3 separate regions of the Sus scrofa genome follow, and regions 2 and 3 are each linked to region 1. The links are chromatin contacts, called in public Hi-C maps. All regions are on one chromosome and are shown on one strand. Each heading gives the region's core, a stretch centred on a gene start, on an enhancer-like site or on the middle of the called end of the contact. The rest is flanking DNA. Distances are from core to core; before and after follow the strand shown.

What was found. Hi-C and Micro-C count contacts between places; a contact is called where the count stands out from the background.
Region 2: a Hi-C map of omental adipose tissue shows a contact between it and region 1, with 1.4 times the contacts expected there. The contact joins two enhancer-like sites. A contact is called at or near these places in 3 of 47 Hi-C or Micro-C datasets (embryonic fibroblasts, omental adipose tissue and subcutaneous adipose tissue).
Region 3: a Hi-C map of retroperitoneal adipose tissue shows a contact between it and region 1, with 2.3 times the contacts expected there. The contact joins two enhancer-like sites. A contact is called at or near these places in 1 of 5 promoter capture datasets (liver), 21 of 47 Hi-C or Micro-C datasets (alveolar macrophages, blood, embryonic fibroblasts and 11 more) and 2 of 2 datasets of contacts at active chromatin or transcription factors (alveolar macrophages and skeletal muscle).

The regions. Positions count from the first base shown.
Region 1 is chr10:64,794,790-64,799,931 of Sscrofa11.1, reverse strand. It overlaps PFKFB3 (6-phosphofructo-2-kinase/fructose-2,6-bisphosphatase 3), which reads left to right. Exons shown (of 15, transcript XM_021065031.1): 2 at 4,979-5,104. Among named protein-coding and RNA genes, the nearest start is that of PFKFB3, 62 kb to the left of the region's middle. Within about 2 kb of position 3,206, at least 28 of the 83 cell types and tissues checked have an H3K27ac peak or open chromatin away from gene starts, as enhancers often do. A contact at or near this core is called in alveolar macrophages, omental adipose tissue and retroperitoneal adipose tissue, where this site is marked.
Region 2 is chr10:64,991,662-64,996,803 of Sscrofa11.1, reverse strand. IL2RA (interleukin 2 receptor subunit alpha) reads right to left here. Exons shown (of 8, transcript NM_213835.1): 5 at 4,747-4,818; 6 at 4,283-4,354; 7 at 2,803-2,869; 8 at 2,258-2,694. The coding sequence ends at 2,691. Among named protein-coding and RNA genes, the nearest start is that of IL15RA, 28 kb to the left of the region's middle. Within about 2 kb of position 2,858, at least 8 of the 83 cell types and tissues checked have an H3K27ac peak or open chromatin away from gene starts, as enhancers often do. A contact at or near this core is called in omental adipose tissue, where this site is marked.
Region 3 is chr10:64,646,349-64,651,490 of Sscrofa11.1, reverse strand. No RefSeq gene overlaps it. Among named protein-coding and RNA genes, the nearest start is that of PRKCQ, 210 kb to the right of the region's middle. Within about 2 kb of position 2,545, at least 6 of the 83 cell types and tissues checked have an H3K27ac peak or open chromatin away from gene starts, as enhancers often do. A contact at or near this core is called in alveolar macrophages, omental adipose tissue and retroperitoneal adipose tissue, where this site is marked.

The DNA.
Region 1 (5,142 bases), core at 1,957-4,456:
GCTGGGGAGAGGGGGTTTGCTAAAGCTGATGGATTAAGTTCTTGTCCCCGCCTACTCTTGGAATCCCTGTGTGTGGTTCTGGGGTTACACTTTTGTCTTATAAAAATATCTGCACCCTGGATATTTATTGCTTGCACGCCCTTATTTTTAGTAGTGCTGTCTTTCTCGGTTTATAGAGTCCCATTTGTCTCATCCAAGAGCGAAAAAAGAAGGTATTTCTTCTTGACGTCTTTCCTGATTCCCTGCCCCTCCCCCCTTTAATGGCATCGCAAATGCTGGATGGATCCCCCCTCCCCCGCTGACCCTGGCAGCATCTTTCTCCGTGGTGTCCTAGTTGGGGTCTGCAGCAGGCAGCTTGGGGATGTGTTAACTAAAATGTGGGTGTTCTCTCCAAAGAACAGTAAAACAGCCACAGAGCGCCCCAGCTTGATTCGTTTGGGGGTATTTCTGCTTCTGAAGCACATCAGTTGGGTGCCCCATTGCTAAGGCTTGGTGGCGGTAAATGCTGCTTCCAAAACCGGTGGCTTCTTTCAAGTGCAGACGGTAACACAGGATGCTTCCCCGGTGAGTGAATCAGCTGAATGCACAAGGAAGTGAATTACGGCCTGGCAGGAGCTGGCGATGCCTTCTCTTGATCCTCCCAGAAAGCTGAGAGATCTGTGTGCAGGTCCCAACTTAGCACTTCTCCACTCAAGCCAGTTTCCTCTTCTGCGAAGGTATTATGTCCTGTCTGCTGATAGAAAGGTTTCGTCTCAGCAGGGGCTCACCCCTGCGGGACGGTTTTCCCCTGACTTAAGAGGGAAGATGGGGGTTCCAGAGAAACGGCGACCTCATCCTTGGGTGGCTGCTATAATTTACGGCAGTGATTGTCAGCCCCGGCTGCACAGTAGCGTCATCTAGAGGAGACTTTGGGGAAAAAGCCAGGCTGGTACCCACACCAAGTTGGAGGCGCTGCAGGTGGGGCCCGGGCAGAATTTTTCAGAAGCTCCTTAGGTTGAGAACTGCTAACTGAGGAAGAAGTGCTTGAGGATTTCGGGAGTGAAGGACCTTAGAGAGGCCCAGGCCTGTCCACTGTCACTTGTGCAGTGGGACTTACTGTGGGAGGCCACAAAGGCCGGCATCTCATGCATATTACCCTGAGGCTGAGCCCAGGAATGATGATGAAGCATCCTTGCATTTCACCGAAAGGGGCAAAGGAGACGCCAGAGGTCAGGTAACTCATCCAAGGCCGGAGGAAGTACTGGGGCCCGGCTTTGAACTCTGTGGTTCTAGACCCTCTCAGCCACGTGCTATTGTACTGCCAACTGATGCGCTGAACGCCGGTCCTTCAGCGGCTGGCAGAGACTGCGGCTGTGTTGAGAGGGCGGTTCGCTGGGTAGAGATTAGGCAGAGTTAAAACGTGCTGGGAAGTAGTGGATGCAGGTGGCCTGCACCACATAGAACAGAAGCACTTTTGAAAGAGGCTTTGCGGGCCCGGGTTCTCCCGCCCGCAGACCCCAGCAACCCCTCCCCACCGCGAGGAGCTTGTGTGAATGTGGCTTCTTATCGCGGATGGATCGGACTCTTGGGCTGATGTGATCCCAGGAGAGGAGGCTTTGTGTCCAGCGGGCCACAGCCAAGCGTCCGCTGTCCCTTCCTGCCGTCCATTCTCCCAGGGCCAAGCACGTGGACCTTGTTTCCCAGAGAGCCCTTCACGGATGCTGTCACCGCAGAGTCACAGCAAGGCTTTCTGAGCCGCGTGTGGTTTGCCCTTTCTGGGGGGGGGGGGCAGGTCGCCATGGTTACTGCAGACGCGGCAGGGCCGTCTTGGGCACCGACCCCGCCCACACCCGCGGTTACACCGCACTATTTTCCATCCGCCCCCACCCCCACCCCAAACTCGCTGGAGCATAACTTAGCTACTCAGAAGAGAAGAGTGTGCGTCACGTGACATCTTTTTGAGGTTAGCATTTCAGAGCGCCTGCGGGTACAAAGCTTGGGGGCGCAGATCAGGGAGCATCAGCAGAGTGTCTTCCTTGGGTTTATTTTACTTGCAGAGCCTGCGTTTGGAGTCCCTCAGTACCGCTGGCTGGGAGTCTGTGCTGCCTGCTTGAGGCAGTGGGTTCCAGCAGCCGGAGAGGTTGGCAGCTCAGTCAGGCAGCAGGGCTGGACCGCGAACCGCCCGTGCAGCCTCTGTCCCCGGGCTGCACGCGGATGTCGGCTTCCTCACCCTCCGACTTCTGTGCGTCCCCTGCCCCACAAGTACTTTTTGGAAAACCTTGCGGTAAACTCCGTACCTGTCTTCTCTGATCCCTGTGCTGCTGGGGAGGAGGAGGAAGAGGCAGAGTTCCAGGGAGGAAGGTGTGACAGATGAGAGGGGGCGGAGGGGCTGCAGAGAAGAGGAAGCTGAGGGTCGGAGGGGAACCCAGGCAGGAGCAGGTGACTGGAGGACCACGAAGGTACTTGCCATGGGCTCTGAGTTTAAGGGGGGGGGTAAGACCCGAGGGGTTCACTACAAAGTTTTGTGGCTTCTTTGCTCCCTTGGGGACCGCAGGCGGAGGGGCCCCGGCAGGCACGTTTGACAGTCCCTCTGGCAGCTCCTTGAACCTCATGCAAGAAGCCCAAGGAAGGAGTTCCCGTGTGGCTCAGTGGTTAGTGAATCCACTAGGAACCATGAGGTTGTAGGTTTGATCCCTGGCCTTGCTCAGTGGGTTAAAAGATCCGGCGTTGCTGTGAGCTGTGGTGTAGGTCGCAGACTCGGGCTTGGATGCTGTGTTGCTGCGGCTCTGGTGTAGGCCGGCGGCTACAGCTCTGATTCGACCCGTAGCTTGGGAACCTCCATATGCCCTGGGAGTGGCTCAAGAAAAGACAAAAAAAAAAAAAAAAAAAAAAAAGAAGCCCGAGGAAGAGGGGGGATGACTTCTTTGTCAGACGAGGACGTGATGGTTTATTTGCGTTTGAGATGGAGTTTGCGTTTTTGGCTTAAGATGCTTGCCCTGCTGTATCTTAATGGGTTTGCTTTTTTTTTCCCTCTCCAACTGTCTACTACCAGAGGAGATGTGCCCCTGTGATTAGTGGGCATGGACATAATCCTCCATTTGATGAATCCGTCAGCCTCTGTCTCCACTTCCTTGGCACGAGGCCAACCAAAGCATTCCGCGCCTGTGCACAGCTGAGAGTGTGTGTGTGTGTCCATCTCTGTGCGGGTCTGGCTGCTCCCCGGAGCAGGGGCCTAGTGAGGACATCACATGAGACCAGGGGAGAGCTGGCGGCTTGGGGACGCAGTAGCAGAATGAGTGCTGTTTCCAGGCACAAGGGAGGACACTTTCACTTTCTCGTGTGTCACCTGCCGCTGCCACATGGCTTACTGTGGGTGTGTCTTCTGTCCCCACGGGTTTACGTGGAGGCTGCCAGCCTTCTCTGCTTGCCCCCTGGGGACTCAGGAAAGCTCCCCGCTGCTTCTTTGTCCCCTGTTGTGCCCGTGCGGGCAGGAAAAGGCCTCTCTTCTCTAGGAACTTGTTTGTTCCTGCCACAGCAGCTGAGCCCTCCCAGCCCAGTGTTTCCTGGCCCCCGATGGCCTTGCTCCTGGTCCTCAGGCTGCCTGGAGATGGTCCAGGAGCACCGAAGACGAAACAGCCCCCGCACGTTTGCATCTTCCACAGCCCCCGCCTGCGGGTCCAGGGTCAGACCCTGTGACTGCATGGCTGGTGTTTGGACATGTGACCTCAGTTTGGTCATCAGGGCCAACATGGGGCCGTGTTGGGGCTTCCACCTTAAGAGGAGGCATCTCCTTGGGCCTGTGCAGTCAGCGGCCTGGTGGCCACTCCTCCTCCCTCCTGTCCGGGCCTCTCCCACTTACACAGAGAACCTCGGTTTTGAGGTGCAGCTGAGGGGCTTTGCCTGTACTGTGGCCAGAGCAGGGGGAGGGGGCTGCGGGGCTGGTGGGGAGCAAGCAGGTGGTGGCCCCGGGCTCCTGAGCACTCTTGTCACCAGGGTGCCCGAGAGTCTCAGGGGCGAGACGCTGCCCCTGAAATGTCCAGAATGGGGTTCTTTGGGCTGCCTTCCTGAAATCCAGTGCAAGCCTCCCTTCCCACTGTTTTATCTTGTCGAGGTGCCAAGGACTTGGGACAGTGGTCCAGCAGCAAAGCCAGGAGGGGCTTCACAGGCAGTCCTGTGGGTTTCCCTGGCCCTGCCTGGGGCCCCTGTGACTGGCATCAGTCAGAACTTCCAAGGGGCAGAGGTGGGCGGGAGAGTCTAGGTTTATGGGGGTCGTCCTTCTGGGCCCCTGCACCGCTCCATTTGATAAACTCTTGTTGAACTTGCCTTTTTTATTTTTTTTATTTTTATTTTTGCCTTTTCTAGGGCCGCTCCCGTGGCATATGGAGGTTCCCAGGCTAGGGGTCTAATCGGAGCTGTAGCTGGCAACCTACACCACAGCCACAGCCACAGCCACGCTGGATCCTCCACCCACTGAGCAGGCCAGGGATCGAACCCGCCACCTCATGGTTCCTAGTCGGATTCGTTAACCACTGAGCCATGACGGGAACTCCTAAACTTGCCTTTTAAAGATGACTTTTTGTAGGAAGGCCACGCAGATCTCCTATGCGGAGGCTCAGAAATTGACAGTCGGCCTCTGTCTGTGCCCGGGCAGCTCCAACCTGCCACCTCGAGTTACAGCTTATGTTGCACTTGGAAAGGGCCTCTCCTACGGATGGCCTCGCCCCTGCTGGTGCCAGGGGTCCCTTCCTCTTCCCCAGGGTGCTTTCCACTCTGGGCGTCCTGGCCAGTCCCCGGCTGGGCTTGGGGCCCTCGGCTGTCAGGCTGGGAATGCGGGGATAGGAGGTCCCTGCCGCTGGGACCTCAGAGCTGTGGGAGCGAGGGTTTGGGCCAGCAGGGCCCCGACCTGCGGGATTGTAAAATTCGGGAGCTTCGAGGTGGGAACGAAGGACGCCCCCCCGCTGGTGCTTCATCCCCGCCCCGTCTGTGTTGCTCTCCGCAGCCTGTGGGCCGAAGCTCGCCAACTCGCCCACGGTGATCGTCATGGTGGGCCTCCCTGCCCGCGGCAAGACCTACATCTCCAAGAAGCTGACCCGCTACCTCAACTGGATCGGCGTCCCCACGAAAGGTGAGCCGCGGCCCCAGGCCAGGACTGGCCCCCTGAGG
Region 2 (5,142 bases), core at 1,609-4,108, 200 kb before region 1:
CAGGCACTTACTGCCAGGGCCTAACAATCCATACACACTGAGCAAGGCCAGGGATCAAACCTGCAACCTCACGGTTCCTAGTCGGATTCGTTTCTGCTGCACCACAATGGGAACTCCTATATACTTTATTATTATTATTATTATTATTTTGGTCTTTTTGCCTTTTTTAGGGCCGCTCTCACGGCATATGGAGGTTCCCGGGCTAGGGGTCTAATTGGAGCTGTAGCCACCGGCCTATGCCAGAGACACAGCAATGTGGGATCCGAGCCGAGTCTGCATCCTACACCACAGCTCACGGCAACGCCGGATCGTTAACCCACTGAGCGAGGGCAGGGACCGAACCCGCAACCTCATGGTTTCTAGTTGGATTCGTTAACCACTGCGCCACAACGGGAACTCCTGTACTTTAATTTTTAATGACGGCTATGCTTAAAAACTGTTCACAAAAATCTGCAAAATCTAACTTTTAGCTCTCAGGAGTCATTGTAAGGCAGCCAACTCTAGCTCATCATGGATTCCTAGTAATTGCTAGAGGGAGTTCCCATCGGGGCTCAGTGGGTTAAGGATCCAGCGTTGCCATGAGCTGTGGTGTAGGTTGCAGAGGTGGCTTGGATCTGGCGTTGCTGTGGCTGTGGTATGGGCTGGCAGCTGCAGCTCCAGTTGGACCCCTAGCCTGGGAACCTCCATGTGCCGCGGCGGTGCAGCCCTAAAAAGACAAAAAAAGAAAAAAAGAAAGAGTAAGAGTTCTGTTTGGCCACTAGAGGGCACCATCAGATGAAACTGGATCCTAGGAAGGACTTGGGGACCAGCTCTCTGACCAGGGTTCAGTTTGAGGTGTGTACCCTCTGCTGCTGTGGCCGTGTTGCAATTCCGGGAGATCTTGTGGGAACTCATCTAGTTTCAGGCAGTTCTTTGTTTCACCTTATCAACTCCAAACCTTTACTGCTCCCAAATAGCTCCAGCCCTCTATGTGTGTGCAGGCTCTGGGTCTTTTTTTTTTTTTTTTTTTTTTGCTTTTTCCTTTTTAGGGCTGCAATCCTATGCTAGGGGTCCAACTGGAGCTGCAGCTGCCAGCCTACACCACAGCCACAGCAATGCCAGATCCAAGCCTCCACTGCAACCTACACCACAACTCACGGCAACGCCGGATCCTTAATCCACTGAGAGAGGCCAAGGATCCAACCCGCAACCTCACGGTTCCTGGTTGGATTCGTTTCCGCTGCACCACGACAGGAATGCCAAGGCTCTGGGTCTTTAAGCTACCACATAAAAAGACCCTTGGCAGGTATTAAGTGTTGGCAGCTGGGAAAGCAGGGGGTCTCTGACTGAGTACTGACATCTCGGGCCCTTTATCTGCAGCATCTCAGGGAATCCTGCAACAACCCCGCAGCAGAGAGAATATTCCTTGCGAACAAATCCTAGTACCATAACACGAGAGGGCTGCTTCTTTGCATTGCAGTCATTGGTACTTTTAAATTCACAGGAGGAAAATTGTGGGCCTGATGATCAACCTAAGAATGGCAGGAATTTGATGGTTTCCCTCTGGCTAGGCGAGCTGTAGGGTCAAAGGGCTTTGGGTTTGGGGGAGTGAATTTCTGTCATTTGGGGGTCCTCCTGGGGGTTGATATCAGGGTTGGCCGAGTACACCCTTGGGGGGGCGTCTCCTTGGGGATGGGTTCTCTAAAGGAGGGCGAGACTGGCTGTGTGTGTGTGTATGTGTGTGTGTATGCGTGTGTGTGTGAGAGAGAAATGATTTAATGATTTCACTCTTGCTTCTGAACACTTACTGTGTGTGGTCCTCCGAGCTGGGTCCTGGACCAGCAGGACCACTGTCACCTGGGAACTTGGGTTAGACATGTACATTCTCAGGTCCTGCTGGACCTGCTGACTCAGACTCTGGGGGTGGGCCCCCAGGCTCTGCTTGCACAAGCCCACTGGGACATTCTGACTCACTCAAGCAACAGAACCGTGGGCCCAGCATGGGTTGTGTAAACTGGATGGATGTGTATTAGATGCATCTGAGGGGCTTTAGAAGGATACACAGAAGGTCACACAGGGTATGTGTCCACCTCCGTGGAATGTCCAGAGCAGGCAAAGCCGTGGAGATGGACAGTGGATCGTGGGGGCCGGGGGATGGGGGACGCAGGGAACTGGCAAGTGGGGGCTTTCTTTTTGGGGCGATGGAAATGTCCCGGAATTAGATAGTGGTGGTGTCTACACTGCGTTGCTAAAAACCACTGCATACTGCACTTTAAAATGGTTAAAATGAAGAATTTTATCTCAATTGGAAAAAAACCAAAGTACTCTTGTCTGGGGCCCACCCAAGTAAGCAGTGGTGTATTTTAAAATAAAATCTCTCCAGGTTGTTCTCTTCTGCGGGTGAAAGTTGAATTAAGCAAATAAGGCCACAGCTGGGTCAGGTTGGGGGGCTCAGGTGTGAGCGTCTGCTGCGGGGGGTGGGGAGCGTGGGGGAGGTTCAGGGTGGTCCTGGGCCCTGGATAGAGGTTGCAGTTGGGCCTCTGCTGTGCAACTTCTCCGCGCTGCTTATCCTGCCTAAGCTGTTGCTATTCCAAAGGTGTCAGGTGGCAATAACGTTGAGAAGATAAGCATCCAGCCCGCATACAGTAGGTGCTCAGTGGATGTTTGTTTCCTCGGCTTTCCCAGTTCCCCGCAGCGTTAATTCTGTGGGTTCATCTGGGAATGCGGGGGGGGGGTTGAGAGGCGAGGGGTGGGTGGGGGTGCTTTCCGGCGCCGCGCCCCCCCCCACCATGGGCGGGGCTTCCTTCAACACCGGGGACTCACCGTCTCCGCTGCCAGGTGAGGCCGCTGAGGAGGAGGATGCTGAGGAGCAGGAGGACGCAGCCGGCCACTGTCGACGGGAGGAAGGTCAGGGGAGGCGCCCCGGGCTGAGAAAGCCCACCCCTAACCCCAACCTTGAGCAAAGGGCTCCCTGGGCGGGGCGCCGGGTCTCTGTCCCCACCCCCGCCCCCCGCCCCTATGCAGCGTGTTGCTCCCGCCCCGCGGGGCTTCCCGGAGGCTCCAGGGCCCCCAGCCTGGGCCTGTGGACGGAAAGGGCACAAGCCTTTCCTTGGGGGGCTCCACGCTTTCGGGGGGAGCAGCTGATGGGCCCCCTCTTTAGAAAGGCTCAGAGACCAGGCCTCAAAGAGGCCGTGCGTGAGGCCCGGGATGGGGAAGAGAAGTGCTGACATATCAAGGTAAATGATAAACACTTGGCATCTCCCCAAAGGGTTCCTGTTTCCCAGATGCTGCTTTTCTTGTGGTCCTACTTTATCCTCTGCCTTAGACGCGCCTCCAAGCCCCTCCCCCCCTTATGCAATAGAATTGGCCTGGAAGGTTGTGTAAGTTTCAAGTGACACACTTGTATGGTGCAGATCCAACACCTCCCTCCTGCCGTGTAATTGCTGTTGCTTTTTCTGTGCCAAGAACACTTAAGACTTACTCTCTGAGCCACTTTCGAGTCTGCAGTGCGCCGTCGTTAACGCGAATCACCACACTTTACCTTCAGTCTCCAGCATTTACCCATCTTCTGGCTGGACGTTTGTGGCCTTTGACCAGCATCTTCGCATTTGGCCCCGGCCCCAGCCCCAGCCCCTGGTGACCTGTTTTATGGGCTGAGTTTGTTTTTCTCTCCAAGCCCACTTTCACCTCCTACCAGCAAACAACTGGAATGTTTAGAGGGGGGTTTCTCTCTCCTTCCCTGGTGATACCGTGTCCTTCCCCCTGGCCTTGCCCCTCCGCACAGGGACCCCGAATATTTTGTCCCCTGGCATCCCCTCAGGAGGCGCCAGTTGAGGCTGGTTTGAGAGCTCACTCAGAGCTCTCTGGAGCTGATCCCTGCGATTGAGAGTTATGTTGGTCTCTGGGTTAGTCTTTTACTCTCGGAAACATTACGTAGTGTAAAGAGTTAGGGTTTTTTTTTTTTTTTTTTTTTTTTTTTTTTGTCTTTTCTAGGGCCGCACCCGTGGCATATGGAGGTTCCCAGGCTAGGGGTCCAATCAGAGCTGTAACTGCTGGCCTACACCACACAGACACAGCAACTCAGAATTCAAGCCACATCTGTGACCTACACCACAGCTCACAGCAGTGCCAGATCCTTAACTCACTGAGCGAGGTCAGGGATCGAACCCACAACCTCATGGTTCCTAGTCGAATTCGTTAACCACTGAGCCATGACGGGAACTCCAAGAGTTAGTTTAAACTAACCAACCCACCAACCCACCAAGCAGATGTGCCCCTCTGTGTGTGTTTTGTCACCACCCACCTGCTAGCTGATACTGTGTTGTAAATATGATTGGCTGCATGGTTGCAGGCACTTCCGTGAGGTTTTGGGAATCTGCGCAAAAGAGAGGGAAAGATGCTGGTTCATGCCGGTTATGGGAATTCGTGGGGCTGGAGAGGGTCCGGGCTCCCCAGGGTTCTGGAGGCTCGGAGGGGATGGGACAGCTGGGAGAGATGGGGCGGTGGGGAGAGGGGGTGGCCCTGGGCAAGCGTTTCCTTCTTCCACCTCTAGGTGCCGCCCTCTGTCTTGTTTCTCCTCGGACCCCGGCCGTGTTTGAGGATGGGGAGGTTGGATGCAGACGTGCGGTCCTCTCTAACACCCACGGGCAACCCTGACCCCTCTGCTGTGGGGGGGCGGGGCCTGCGCTGCACTAGGCGGCCTTCTCTCCTGTCCTGCATCATGGTTCAGCCGCCAAGCTTTTATCTTCCAAGAAACTCTAGCCTTACCTGTGGTACCTTTGGTCCTGGTTGGTAAGGAAGTTTTAGTCATGGGAGGAGCAGCAGTGTTTATCTGAGGCTCTTCATCACATGGAAGAGAGAATAAGGATGCGCATGAACAGAAGGTGGGGGAGGGGCATCCCTCCCCTCCCCTGCCCGCCCCCGGACCCCACTGACCCCAGGTGCACTAGCTGAGGTGTGCGTCTGGGGCCGCTACATACCCACACCCCTCCCCATCAGGGTGGCAGGGAAGGGGGTCAGTGGCCCCAGCAGGGCAGGAGGGAGGGGACTGTGACCCTGATCCCAGCTCTCCATGCAGCTCCGAGCAGCTCTCTCCCAGGCTTCCTACTCAGCCCTGGCTTCCTTCTGCGGCTCAGAAATGGGTCATCGTAAGACAAATACCAT
Region 3 (5,142 bases), core at 1,296-3,795, 150 kb after region 1:
AGGGGGGTGGGGGAAGTGGGTGGGCAGGAGTTGGGGATGTGGGGGCGGGAAGGTGGGGATGTGGGGGCGGGAAGGTGGGGATGTGGGGGCCGCGAGGTGGGGGATGTGAGAGGTGGCGGGCAGGGGAGGCGAGGGGGGAGGCGAGGGGTGGGGGAGGCAGGGACGGGGGCGGGGGGTGGCGGGAGAGCAGAGGAAGTTCAGCATCCTGGGGTTTCCGGGGCCTCCACTCTGCTCAGAGACCAGGATGAGTCGAAGCAGTTGAGACTTTGGGCAAGGCGTGCCCTTCCCGTCGGGGTTATGTGTTCCCTCCTGTCTGGCGGGTTTGTCTGGCTGTGTCCCCAAACCTACAAACACAGCTTCTCTAGGCAGAGCCTTCGTTCCTCCTGAGCAGACAGGCAGTTCCAGGGGCCCCGGGTTCAGAGTCCACGCAGCCGTGACCCGAACCGAGGCATCCGTAGTCTCCGACGTCTGCCACGGATGGAGGCTCCTGAGCTGAGGTCAGGAGAGGATCCCCCGGCTTTGGGTCGCCCTCCACCGCCCATGGAGGAAGCGAACTCGAATGCGGAGCAAGGCTGGCTGCTCCTCGGAACGAAGGGAAAAAACAGTGTCGAGGTTAAAAGCAGGAACCGGAGGCGGCCCCTCAGGTGGGACCGAGGCCGCTTGCGCACTGATTCTGTGCCCAGCTGTCCCCGCGCCTTCCGCGCTCCCAGGATCGCTTTCTTTTATCCGCGGCGCTGCTCCCGTTAGCTTGCCATGTAACCTACTTGTTTATTTGTGTATCATTTCCTGGCTTTCTCGTCTCCCACCCTTAAAGACCAGGAATCTTTGCTTTTGGGGAAGCTACGTTTTGGCTGTGTCCTCAGAATCTAGGAGGCTTGGGACCCGTAGTAGGTCCTCATGAGCTATTTGTGGAATGTGGTTAATATCCGCACCAGCCGCAACGAGATTGTCTGAAGTTACATGGTTAATATTGCAGTGCATTCAAGATAGGGCCCGCGGCGTGGTAGGTGCCACACAAGTGCAGTGACCACGTGTGTCCAGCTGGCCCAGGAAAGACCTGCCTTTGACCTGTTTCCTGGACTAATCACAAATAGTGCTCTCTCTCTCTCAGTAGGAAAAAAAAAGGGACTTGTTTTAGATGTTAACGATGTGGTTTTCCTACACATAAGTGTTTTTACTCATTTGTGTAAGAAATTTAAGAATTGCCTGCTGTGTATGAGGTGCCACGTTAGATGCTCAGAGTGGCCCCTGTAGTTCCTGCCCTCCTTGTGGCCTCTCCCTGGGCAGCTTTAAGGACATGACTAAGTAGACTTGAGCACATGGGTAATAATAATAATTAGATTTGCATCCATGTAGTTCGTTGTTTTATGAACATGTTTTTTCATTAATCAGTCTTTACAGCAACCCGACACAGTAGAAATGATGGCTCTTAGCCTTTTGCTGATGAAAAACTGGGCTTCTGACAATGACTGGTAGAGGGAGCAGAGCTCGAACGCGCTCGTCCAAGGCTCTGATTCCTGCACATTTTCCTGCTGAGTTGCAGCAGTGGCCCAGAGGGTCGACCAGATGACTGATAGTCACTGCTCTATGATCTGCAGCTCTTTTCTGATCTGTTCTTTAAACATGTGGAGATTACACGGATTAAAGGTGGGATGCACATTTTGAACTAAGAGCAAGGCAGAAGAACTGATTCTTCGGATGCCTCATCTTGCCTGATGAATGAAGTGTCTCAAGTCCAAGACAGCCCTGGGTACGGTGGCAGGAACAGTGGCAGTAGAGGCAGCTTTTCTCACGTTCCTCTGCCTCCCTCTAGAGACTCAAGTCCAGAATTACTGTCATATATTTTATGTACTATTTTATATATATGTAAAATAGTAATATGTAATGTAATATAATAGTAATATATACATATATAAATACAGCAGTGATATGTATATGTATTTATTTATTTTTGCAGTACAGTTGTTGCAAGAACACAGAGGCTACGAAAGATGCCAAGTCTTAACTTTTCCTTCCTTCCTTTTCTCCCTCTGCCTCATGCGTGGGAAGCACTATAGTGACAGCCAAGGAGACAAAGATAAAATCCTGGCTCAGGGTTTTTATCTTCCTGTTCTTTTTTCTCACTTTGGCAATCCCTCTTTGTACCAAAAACAAAAACAAAAAACCCCAAACCAAACCAAACAACAGCAACAACCACAACAACCGCCAAGGAAAGGAAGAGTGGACGTGACCACTCCTCCCAGGTCCCCCTTTCTCACGTAGGTGGCGCTCCGTGTTGTATGCGACACTCCACTGAGGGCAGGACGCCCTTTGCTCTGTGTCTGCACATTATACCCTGGCCGCTCCCCCCTTCTCTCTTCCCTCCTCCCCGCTCCTCTCCCCCCCCATCTCTCTAATCCTTCACTAAGCTTTTGTGTCTTGTGTTCGCTCTGCTCTGCCCACTAATATCCTAGGCAGGGGAGCCAGGGACACCTTCGACACACTCATCCCCGAGGGTTCCTCTCTTGCCTGAGACACCGCTCACCTCTGTGCTGGAACATTTTGTTTCCAGCAATTTGCAGAAGGCAAAACCTCCGAGGCAGAAGTGTGGTGGGAGTCGGGCTCCTCAATGCCACTGTCCTCAGACAAACACCAAGGAATGTGCTACCAGCCCCAACACGACGGCTGCCGTTGAGGCCATGCCTTCTGCTTGGAAACGAGGAAAGGAGGGAAGGGGTCGTACCGAGCATGCTTTCTTTGCAGCGGGATTCAAGGGGTTTGAGTCTACCAGCTTCTCCCCGGAGCTGCCCTGTGTCTGTGGACCGGGAGTTCCTGGATCTTCCCCAGCTGAGACTGGTGGGTCTCAGATGAAATGTTGGCCAGGCACAGAAGCAGTGCTTCTCCTCATGCTAAAGACTTGACGGAACTCGGGGAAGGTAGTCTGTGGGTATTTCACATAGAATTCAAGGTGACTCTTATCCGTGTGCCTCTTATTATTGCCGCAAGCACACTGTTCTGCAATCTGGCATTTCACCCTATAGCTGCAAGGGCTTGAATTATGTAAGTTTATTTTTGCATCTCCAGTGCTTGGGACATGGTGCTCAAGAATGGCTTGTTTGAAGAATGAATGAATGCCCTGTAAAACTCCTAGAGGAGAACATAGGCAGAACACTCACTCTCTCACATGAATCACAGCAAATTTTTTTGGATCGGTCTCCTAGAGTTATGGAAACAAAAGAAAAAATAAACAAATGGGATCTAATTAAACCTAAAAGCTTTTGCACAGCAAAGGAAACCATAAACAAAATGAAATGACAACCTATGGGAACGGGAGGAAATATTTGCAAGCGATACAACTGCCAAGGGCTCAGTCTCCAAATGTACGAATAACTTATGCAACAACAGCAAAAAAAAAACAACCCAATCAAAAAATGGGAAAAGGGAGGTCCCCCTGTGGTGGGGTGGGTAGAGTCTCTGATTGCAGCGGCTCGGGTCACTGCAGAGAGGCAGGTTTGATCCCCAGCCCAGCACAGTGGGTTAAAGTATCTGTCATGGCTGCAGCTGTGACTCAGATTCAAGTCTCGGCCTGGGAACTTCCACGTGCTGCAGTGCAGCCATTGAAAAAGGAAGGGGGGCAGAAGACCTAGATAGACAGGTCTCCAAAGACACACAGATGGCCAACAGGCACAGGAAAAGATACTCAATATTGCTAACTAGTAGAGAAATGCAAATCAAAACTGTGAGGTGTCACCTTCACACCAGTCTGAATGGTCATTATCAAGAAGTCTACAAACAATAAATGCTGGAGAGGGTGTGGAGAAAAGGGAACTCTCCTAAACCCTAAAGGGTTGGTGGGAATGCAAATGGGTGCAGCCACTATGCCAAAGAGTATGGTGTATCCTTGGAAAACTACCATAGGATCCAGCAGTCCCGCTCCTGGGCATGTAACTGGAAAAGAAGAACATTCTAATTCTGAAAGATGCATGCACCCTAATGTTCATAGCAGCACTATTTACAATAGCCAAGACATGGAAACAACCTAAATATTCGACAGATGAGTGGATAGAGTACTGTGTGTATCCATCCATTCATCCATCCATATATACACACAATGGAATATTACTCAGCCATGAAAAGAATAAAATACGTCAATTGCAGCAACATGGGTGGGCCTAGAGATTATCATACAAAGTGAAGTAAGCCGGACAGAGAAAGACAAATATCGTATGATTTCACTTGTGTGTGGAATCTAAAATAAAAAGACACAAATGAATTTATTTACACAACAGAAATGGGCTCACAGACGTAGAAAACAAATCTCTGGTTATCAAAGAGGAATAAATTAGGGATTTGGGAGTAACAGATACACACAACTATATTTAAAATAGATTACAACAAGGACAGGGAACTCTAGTGCATATCTTATAATATCCTATAATGGAAAAGAATCTAAAAAAGAATGGAAAAGTAATATCTATAGTACTGAATCACTTTGCTGTCCACCTGAAACATTATAAATCAACTGTACTTCCATAAAAATAAAGAGAATGAATGGATGAGTGAGTAATGATTCGCCTAAGCAAGACTCTGTTCTTAAAATCAAACACAAACATTAATTTTTTCCTGAGTACACTTTCCAGGCCAACCGTGTGATATGAAGGCTTTTGGGAAAGGTCTTCATGATTTTATAATCTTCGAGGTGAAGAATAAGGCATAAAACTACCTATGAAGCAATGACAGAAGCTACTAGGCTACAAAAGCAAGGAAAAAACACCTGCAAAGACAAACTTTCTAATAAAAAGCACCCGGAGATCTGACAGTTGAGAGAGAATTTGGGGTCATTGTGATCACGGTTGTAGGTGTAAGAACGAACAAATAGAGATGTCTACTCTTTCTCTGCCAAGGTTAAGGGCCAAATCTTTATGGTCCTTAGGGAGAGTGTGCCTTTGTGGGGAAGACTGAGCCAGGTGAGAGCTAGGGGACTCATTCTAATTCCCACCTAAAGGTTCAATGGAAAAGTCCCTTTAGTGCCAAATTCTGAGAGTGGATTCCATCTTCCGTGTTTATACCTGAATAATGAGCAGATCAGTACTTTTCCTTCTGGCAAATCTGTGTATTAGCCACGTCTCTGCTTGGCCTTTTTTTCAATAAGACTTTCCTCAG